3 separate regions of the Mus musculus genome follow, and all the other regions are linked to region 1. A link is a contact called in public HiChIP or PLAC-seq data. All regions are on one chromosome and are shown on one strand. Each heading gives the region's core, a stretch centred on a gene start, on an enhancer-like site or on the middle of the called end of the contact. The rest is flanking DNA. Distances are from core to core; before and after follow the strand shown.

What was found. HiChIP or PLAC-seq counts read pairs in DNA pulled down with a chosen protein or histone mark.
Region 2: an SMC1A HiChIP or PLAC-seq map of large pre-B cells shows a contact between it and region 1, with 8 times the contacts expected there. The contact joins two enhancer-like sites. A contact is called at or near these places in 1 of 15 datasets of contacts at CTCF or cohesin (large pre-B cells), 3 of 484 Hi-C or Micro-C datasets (B cells and embryonic stem cells), 4 of 115 datasets of contacts at active chromatin or transcription factors (embryonic forebrain, large pre-B cells, pancreatic cancer cells and 1 more) and 1 of 9 other capture datasets (embryonic stem cells).
Region 3: a contact with region 1 is called in an H3K27ac HiChIP or PLAC-seq map of large pre-B cells, with 2.3 times the contacts expected there. The contact joins two enhancer-like sites. A contact is called at or near these places in 4 of 115 datasets of contacts at active chromatin or transcription factors (embryonic forebrain, large pre-B cells, pancreatic cancer cells and 1 more) and 1 of 9 other capture datasets (embryonic stem cells).

The regions. Positions count from the first base shown.
Region 1 is chr1:164,662,013-164,665,086 of GRCm38.p6, forward strand. No RefSeq gene overlaps it. Among named protein-coding and RNA genes, the nearest start is that of Dpt, 130 kb to the right of the region's middle. Within about 2 kb of position 1,414, at least 7 of the 459 cell types and tissues checked have an H3K27ac peak or open chromatin away from gene starts, as enhancers often do.
Region 2 is chr1:164,903,748-164,906,821 of GRCm38.p6, forward strand. No RefSeq gene overlaps it. Among named protein-coding and RNA genes, the nearest start is that of Gm32652, 5.6 kb to the left of the region's middle. Within about 2 kb of position 1,469, at least 3 of the 459 cell types and tissues checked have an H3K27ac peak or open chromatin away from gene starts, as enhancers often do.
Region 3 is chr1:164,883,610-164,886,683 of GRCm38.p6, forward strand. It overlaps Gm32652 (a long non-coding RNA gene), which reads right to left. Exons shown (of 5, transcript XR_865700.2): 2 at 2,039-2,125. Among named protein-coding and RNA genes, the nearest start is that of Gm32652, 15 kb to the right of the region's middle. Within about 2 kb of position 1,437, at least 3 of the 459 cell types and tissues checked have an H3K27ac peak or open chromatin away from gene starts, as enhancers often do.

The DNA.
Region 1 (3,074 bases), core at 164-2,663:
TTTCAAGTTTTTTTTTTTTTAATATGAAAAGTGAGGTAAAAGTTTGGTTTGCTTTTGGACACTTTTAAATCATACAGAAGGAATTCTCTATTTCTGAACTTCTGAGAATTTCTTTTATCATGTATGGGTATTGAATTTCCTCAATTTTTTTTTTTTATGCTTCAACTATTAAAATGAACTGATCTGGCTTTTCTTTTGTTCATCAATTAACTTGATAAATTATTTTGATTCATTTTTGAGATTTAAGGCAGTTTTATATTCTTGGCCTAAACTGTTTTTTTTTTCTATGTATATTTTTATATTTTGAGAATTTTGACTCGCTAAGTGGCTAGTAAAGATGTATGAAAGCTATTAATAATGTACTTTTCTTTCTATATTGTATCCTTCTGTCTTGGGTCTAGGGTGATATTCACCTCTTCAAGTGAGCCAACACACTCCTTCTGGTACATTTTATAATGGCATCTCTAGAACTGATACCATTTCTCAGCAAATTTTGGTGCAATTCAGCTGTGAAATTCTCATATTGGAGTTTTGTCCCAGGAAGTATTTTAATTTTAAATGCAATTTCTTTCACAGATTTAAAAAAAAAAAACAAAAAACAAAACTAACCTATTCAATTCATCCTTTGGCTTTTATGTGACAGGTAGTTTGCATTTTTCCAATTTCTTAATTTCTTTCCAGTTTTATCCAAGCCATTGAATGTATAGGCTCAAAGCTACCTTGCTATTTCCTTCTTGTCCCTTTCGTGCCTGCAGGAGTACTAATGGTGCCCCACTCTGCTCTCATGGCCAACTCTGCCGCTTTTCCTTTGTTGCCTTATCAGTTTGGCCACAGGCTTATCAGCTTTTCTTTGTTCATCATTTCAAAATCTATTTTGATATTCTGTATTTTATTGTTTTTGTCTTTTGTTTTTTTTCTCTCCTTCAACTTTGTTTGTTTGTTTTTTATTTTTGCATTAGTTTAATCATAAAAAGTCAATAAATAAAACTGAATATGACAGCGGAGACACCATACAGGCATTTTCCTTTTCAGATGCTACCATGGGGAATCTGGGCTTGAACAGATGAGTAGAGACTCCCTTGGTCTCCAACCAGGGACAGAGCTGATAAGGCGCTACTTGTTTTTCTTTAGAAAAAGAGAAGCCTCTTAGGGGAGAAGGGCTACAGCTCAGAGAGTCAAAAGAATATATTACTTTCCCACATGAGTTTTATATTTGAATATCCTCGGTAGGACTCTTAAAATTGTATGCTTTGTTTTTCTCAGCTTAAAAAAAAAAAAAAAAAGGATGAAGGAGTAATCTCCATTGCAAATCTCTTGAGACTATCTTGATAAAAACTGTAAAGTGCCCCCAGGAAAACAGCTGCGAAAGGCAGTTGCCAGTGCACTAAGTATGAATTCATCATGAATATCAGCATATTGTCACTGAGAGTCCCCAGTTTACTTAAACAGGATGGTGCGTCATAACTGCAATGGGGTTCTCCTCATCAAAGCAACACATAAGGATGTCTGCTTGTGTGCTGCACTGGGCTACCAAAGTGACCCTGGTCTAGGAGAGGTCACTGTTGCAGGGGGCCTAAGGCCATTATGGTATGAATGTGAAGTGATTCTTAGCCTTTGCAAATGTGGGCCTAGCTGGTGGCGCTGTTTTGGGAAATCCTGGGAGCTTTGGAAGGAAGGGGCTTGTTGGAAGAAGTGGGTTGTTGGGAGAGTAGGCACTAATGGTTTTAGGCTAGTCCTTATTCTAGCCCACGTTCACTGCTGATGTGTGAACAATCTGTAACCACATGCTCATGCCACCAAAGGTCTCAAGTGCTTTGAATGCAAGGGGGAAATAGAAGCACAGTAGAGTTCCAGAAGAGTCTTTATCAGAGGATTGGAGATAGGGAGGAGAAGGTTGGATAGTGAGCCATCTAAGTCAATGGGGACCCTGAGGAAGGAACAGACAAACAAGCAAACACCAGTTTCAATCACTTTTCCAAGTGACTATAAAAGGAATGATGATCTCAATCCACTGTTACCAAGTAAAATTTTAGTTGTCTTAAAAGGTAAACGTTTGTATGTCTATTTAAAGAACACGAGGAAGACCAAAGATGATGTAAGACTGAGTAATTGACTAAAAGAGAGAATATGAAGAAGGACAGTTGGAGGACAAATGACACACTTAATTTGCAGAGTTTGTGGAGAGGAAGGCTTCCAGGTAGAGCTGTCCAGCACGGTACAGGACTCCAGCCCACTGCTGGAATTTAGAGGGACTGTAAAAGGGATGTCTATAGGCATCAAGGGCAAGAGTCTGGAATAACCTGTTTTAGCTGGTCTTACCTAGAATCTATGTATCTCTAACACTTCTGTCATTGAAGAGACAAGCAATGAAAACTTTTGGGAAACAGCCCCAGGAACAAAAGTTTTACAACGGCTGCAGTGACAGCTGACATTGGGTAAATCCTTGTCTATGAAAGAGCCCTATTTGTTGAACGTTTGTGCTAGTTTCTTGTATGCAGCCTCATGTCACAAAACTGAGAAACTAGAGAGAACAAGGAGAGGAATCTTGTAGGAGACTCACCGAAATGAAAAGAACTTTAAGATCGGATCATGGACTGGGGCAATGGCTCGGTGGATAAAGCCCTAGCTGCACAAATATGAGGGGCGGAGTTCAGATTCCCCAGAGCCCACATGGAAGCCTGGGAGGTGTGGTGGCTCCCTGTAATGCCAGTGCTTGGGAAGCCGAGGAGGGACTCCCATGGTCACTGTCTAGCTAGCTCGTCTGTCCTATAGGTGAGTTCTGGGTTCAAGTGAGAGAGACCATGCCTCAGTAAGTGAAATGGAGAGTGGAGGATGAGGACACCTCACATTAACCTCTGGCCTCCACATGCTTGTGTCACATGTGCATGTGAACTCTCACACAGGTATGCCCATATATAAGTAAGTACACACACACAGACGGGGGCGGGGCATGAAGAATTTGAAAAGAGAAAACGATGCTCTTGCTCTTCTGTTCACTTTAAATGCTGTTTAAAGCCATGAAGACCTGTGGGACCTTGCAGGCTCAGATATGGATGTGAGATCGGTTTGGCATT
Region 2 (3,074 bases), core at 219-2,718, 240 kb after region 1:
AGATACCACATCTTGCACTCCCATGATTCTAGAATAGATACTTCTATTTTTTTCCTTTCTATCTGTTCTTTATTTAACTTTTCTCATTTTTAGTTGAAAAAAAATGATCACTTGGAATGAAGACCGCCTTCCTCAGCCTTCTGTGAAGCTGAGTCTAGCAAGAAGACTACACTTGGAGATTGCATGTGCGACTTCTGAAAAATGCCCTTGGGGATAGAAAATGAAAACCCTGGGTTCCAAGGATTTCTCAGCAGCCTTGGTCTGAATGACCCCTAATTTATACTGCTAGGGAAAAAAACAGAAAACTCAACTCTCAGTTTGAGTCACTAGTACTCTGGACTTACACATAAACCTATCCCTCAATGATAGACCTCTTCAGTATCTAGGGGGAAAACACGTTCAGTCATTCAACACTTGAAGTTATGATAACACAATCAACTAAGCAATTATTCAGACATATTGTCTTTTTCATATTTTTGGAAGGTCAGGTGGTTCTGATTCTCAAACATATGCCCACACATATGTAAGAACAGACATTATTCATACTAGTATGGTTAGCAAGGCAGAATGAGGAACACACACACAGAGTGGTGTCTATATAGATGAGTAAGGTTTAGGCAGTGCAGAATATACCTATCCAAGGAACAAGTTCAAGAATTGTCATTGATTGCTGAAGGATGGATCACTGCATCCTTTGGGATCAACTTGCTAAGAATACACATCACAATTTTAAAATGATTCCTCTTTGTTATACAGTATTTTTTCAGAGATCTGCTCTAATGAAATCGTGTGGGGCAAAGAGTGATACTCAAAACTTTCATTGAAGGACTAGGTAGGGAGATAGTTTCTGCATTTAAGGATTCACTCAATACACACATCTGTCAGAAGTGTGGGACTGGCAGCTAGCTGGCATCCTCCTTCCCCAGGAGTTGGCTTTCATGAAGAAAGAAATAAGAGGATGGGAACAGTATTGAAAAGAGAAGATGGCAGGCTGGGGGCTGGTGAGATGGCTCAGTGGGTAAGAGCACCCGACTGCTCTTCCGAAGGTCCGAAGTTCAAATCCCAGCAACCACATGGTGGCTCACAACCATCTGTAATGATCGACTCCCTCTTCTGGAGTGTCTGAAGACAGCTCAGTGTACTTATATACAATAAAAATAAATAAATCTTTAAAAAAAAAAGAAGAAGAAGATGGCAGGCAGCAAGGCACCTGCCTCCAACCCAGACCATAGTGCAGTCTTCCTACAACAGAGAGAGAATTACCTAGAGTCCAAAGGATTTAGTCCCTATAATAAGGTAGTGTTGCCCAGTGCTCGGGGATGGAAGAAAGGCAGTGTAGAGAAGTCTTCATCTGGAGAATGAAGCTCAGTTTGGTTTAACACTGCTGGATGGAGATATGCATTGGCAACCCTGAGATCTGCAGCTAAGAGAAGATGAAGAGGCCCTGTAGGGAGACAAGCCACAGTGGTGGGCCACAGTTGCAGTGGCAGTGAGCAGGTGCTGCCCCCAAGTGGTTCTGCAGACAGCGGGCATGCTTACAGGGCCAGAAACCTCAACAGGTCACTCCAAAACTGGCTTGGACTTCCTGGTATATAAGTCAAAAGGGATGTGCTGCTAAGGCATATGCAGATGGGGCAAGCCAACTAAATGTTTTGTAACAGATGCTCTAACCTAGGTGCACGATGGGGGTGCGGGGTGGGGGGCTGCTCTGTGAATCACGATTGGCCTCATAATCTGTGCGTCAATTTCCTTCCCTAGTCTCCTCAGCATTCTCCTGTGCCATCATTTCTCACATTTCCAGGGCACAAGTGTCCCTTTGAGTGTAATCAAAAGGTGGTACGTTGTGAGGTTCACGAGGCAGAAGGACCGCAGGCTGCTGTTGCTCTCACAGGAGAATCTACTCACGTGTATGCGTGTCAGTGCAGGACTGCCGTGGGCTTTGACCAGAAGCTCGCAGGTCCAGCAGTCCGCTGTGCTCAGCTAGAGAGGAAGTTTCTGCAGTATTTGTGTATCTTAATTTAAGCTCTTCCTGACCATTGCTCCCGTCATTGTTTATTGTTTGAGAATCTCATACGTGTTTTCTGGTCAAATCCACACTGCCTCCCCTTCTTTCCAGTTCCTCCTCAGTCCCTCAGTTCTGTTCTGTCTCAGCTCCGCACGCTCTTTTCTTAAGCCCACTAAGTCCTCAGTGATACACGGATGTGCACGCGTGTGGATGGAACATGTGTTGCCCCTCTGGGGCTGCATCCCTAAAGAAAACTGTCTCTCCCCCGACTTCCCCCAGCAGCCACTTAGCCAATAGCTCCTCAGTAAGGCTAGGTAGGGTGAGAGACCTCAAGAATTCCTGCCAATGCATGCCAGGAGTTCAGCCATCTTGGTCTTGGCAGGTCTTCTGCATGCAGCCACAATTGATATGAGTTCTTGCTCTCAATGGCACTATCATGTCCTACAACTACTGTTTTGCTACAGGTGTCCATTACCTCTGGTTCTTATCATCTTTATACACACACACCCTTGTGACGTAGCTATTAAATTTGGAGATGAATACTCCATAGTCTCTGTATTTATTCCCTGTGGGTTGACAAGTTCTCCGTATAGTCAACATGTACTGAATAAAGAGTTTCTGAGAGGCTCTATGACCATACCGTTAAGAACTTAGGGAGCAGTTTATTATTATGTCTACTTCAGAGAATAGTATGGGAGGCCAATACAGCTATTGCATAAACGCCCCATCTCTGTGTGAATTCATGACTTAAAACATAAATGCATGGAGTCTGATTTTGTAACCAGAGGCAGACAACACTGGCTAATGTTTATGCACCTGAGCCACCGTGATTCAAATGCCGTGTGTGTTTATGTGTAATGAAATATTAAACAAGGCCCCATGAAATCTTCCTTATCCCAGTTTCTTCTTCATATGTAAAATGGATTGATAAATGCACCTATTTCACAGGACTGTCACATAGATCAAATCAATGATATATGTGAGTGTATGTCTGTCTGTAACATATATGTGTGTATAAATAAAACCACAAATAAACAAATGTAAGGTGCCAGAATTGAATATTACAAAG
Region 3 (3,074 bases), core at 187-2,686, 220 kb after region 1:
ACTTCTAAGACTGAAGGGTCACAGTGCTTACCAACTTTCAAGTGTTCTCTCTAGAATATCAGCTTGGCCCTTTCTCCTGAACTCTCAGCATGCACCGTCACCTCCCACATCCCACATGGCTAGCTCTCAATTGCCTACACTTAGGAAGAACATTGGACAGCCGTAAAGAAACAGGTTTTTAAACCCATATCACGGGAGCTAGAAAAACTCCTAAGCCATGGAGAATGTTAGAAAGGATCCTCTAGAAATACAAAGTGTAAGACTCGCCTTTGGGAAGCTTCAGAAGTGGAAAAGATAGAAAAGACAAATCTCAGTCTTGAAGAGGGCAGTGATAAAATCAAATCCTTCGCTATGTCTACCCATTAACCAAGACTTGGCCAATCGCATGGCAGATGCTGTATGACCTCAGTTGGAAAAATACGTGAACATTAATTATCAAAAGCTCTTCCCTTAAGTTAAACAAAATTATATTCAGTTGGAACACGATTTCATAAGGTATGAATAGCTGAGCTATCATGGTGAGATGCTTAGCACAATTGCAGCCTCTCCAGTCTCCCTCAGACCATTTATTTTTATTTGTGAAGATGAAACCTACCGGAAGTTTTACAACTCCCTGCTTGCCATGTATTCCCTCATGCAGCAACGTGAAGAACAATGAGAGCATCACTGAGCCGGATGGCCACCCCTACAATGGGTCAGAGTGTAAATTTTAATTGACAAAATGAAGGTGCCACTAGTACTGCTGACATTTCAAGCAGTGAGCATCCTGCTTCTTAATAGATGGGGAATTCAAGGAGAAATGAACCCCAACACAGCGCCTGCTGACAGATGTTCAGTGAATCCTTTCTGATGTAAGAGACTCAAGTATTAAGGGTTTTTTCTTTTTGCTTCAAATTTTAAAAGGAATGATTGGCTCTAAGGGATTCATATTAATTTTTGTATAATGCCAAACAATGAAAGTCTATCAGAGATAAAATTTTGTTTTGAGCAAATGGCTCCCCAGTTTAATTTGTTTTCTTCTAGAAGAAAGGACTCCAAAAATCAGCCTACCTGTATCCCCGTTCTTCAGGTACTATACCGTGATAAGCCTCTGCGGCTGCCTCTAAAGACGAATTAAAATTGCCTTGTTTCTTCTGGAACATCTATGAAGGTGGTGTCTGGAACAGTCCATCTCTTTCCTTTCCTGGTGTCATTCAGGCTAGTTTCCTCCAACTGCGTGGCTTCTGTACCCCAGGGCTGTGACGTGATTGATGCTTTGAGTCTGACTTACGATGTGACAGGATAGACATGATAAAAGCTCCAGGGTCATGTATGCCCCAGCCTCTCCATGAGTTCAGAGATGTAGGGCCAGCCTGGTTCTTCAGAGCCCAGCTCAGACTACCGGAGGTGCACCAATCCTCATTGGTAACTGAATTGAAACTTCCCTGTCTCCTGGGATCAGTTGTGCACACGGTTTGATCAGCTGAATTCATGGCCTGGGCACCTGTGCCCTTTACCAAGGGAGTTGCTATGCATATTTTTTTCTTCCTCTGCTGTGCTTCCCAGGGCTGGCCCTAACCACAAGTGCACAAACAAGCACACACACACACACACACACACACACCACACACACACACACACACACACACACACACACACCACACACACACACACACACACACACACACACACACACACACATTTTCATCTTCCAAAATAGTCATTTCACTTCCAGGGCACGTCTCCAATTCCTCCTGCTTAATCCCATACTGTCTTCTGAAGTGACTCTTGGGGTTAGAAGACCTGGATTTAAGGTGTACTATCTTTGAAATGATCTGGGATGATACCCAGATTTTCCCAAATTGTCCACTCTGGATCTTTGAGTCTAAATTGCCTTGTATAAAATGGGCATGGTGATAACATTCATAGGATTGGTAGAGGGATCAAGAGATAACAATGTACAGGCAAGGAAGATGGCCCCATTGGTAAAGTGTTTGCTGTTCAAGCATGAGGCTCAGATCCTGAGTTCGGATCCCCAGTCGGGCATGATGACACGTACCTGCAATACTGGTGCCCAGTGCAGGGGAGGCAGCAACAGATGTATCCCTGGAGTTCACCTACCAGCCAGCCCAGTGAGGTCAGGAAGCTACAGATTTAAGAGAGACTCTTTTGAAAACAAAGGTAGAGATGGGGCCGGCTGTATGGCTTGGCAGGTACAAACACTTGCTGACAACCTTTCTGTGATCCCTGGAATTCAGTAGAAGATAGGAGAGAAGTGACTCCACAAAGTTGTCCTCTGATCTGCACATGTGCCGAGGCATGCATGTGCCCACACATATCATACAGAGCTCATGGCAATAATTAATAAAAAATATATATCTTTGAAATGTTAGAGATTAATGTGGAAGAAACCCAGCATCAACCTTTGACCTTTACACATGCACACACAAGCATAGACACTCGAGCACATGCACACACACACACACACACACACACACACACACACACACAAATACAATATACACAGACACAATGTATGTGAGGTCAAGCTCTGTAAATCTTTCAGGTCCAATATGTGTCACACAGAAGAAACTGACATGGTCTGATGTCACCTACATGACAGACACAAAGGCTGACTAGGAATGGACAGGGGTCTCAGGGGCAGCCATTTATGAAAGTGTTAAGTGACAGATTCTGTGAAGGGGAAAGATGGACGCCTCGAGGGTGACAAGCAGTGTCATGGAGACCCACAGGGGGACAGGAGAGGAACCAACAGATGCCTGCTGCTGTGGGGACACAAGGAAGCTAGGTGGCCTGAGCTGATAAATGTCCCGGTTCCTAGCAGCCTGGGGAGCTTGGCTCTCCTGACACACCGCCTCCTTCATGGGAACCCTGGGGAATACACCTTTTACTTTCCTCAGTTTCCAGGGTGTGCTTGAAAAGCCTATAGCAGTCCCTAAAGGAGATTCCAGGAGATCACTGCTACCCACCCTGGAGGTGCCTAACACCAAAATGATAAGGTTTTTCCTTGTATGTTGGTGTGTGTGTGTGTGTGTGTGTGTGTGTGTGTGTGTTTGCATGCATGCTTATGTGTA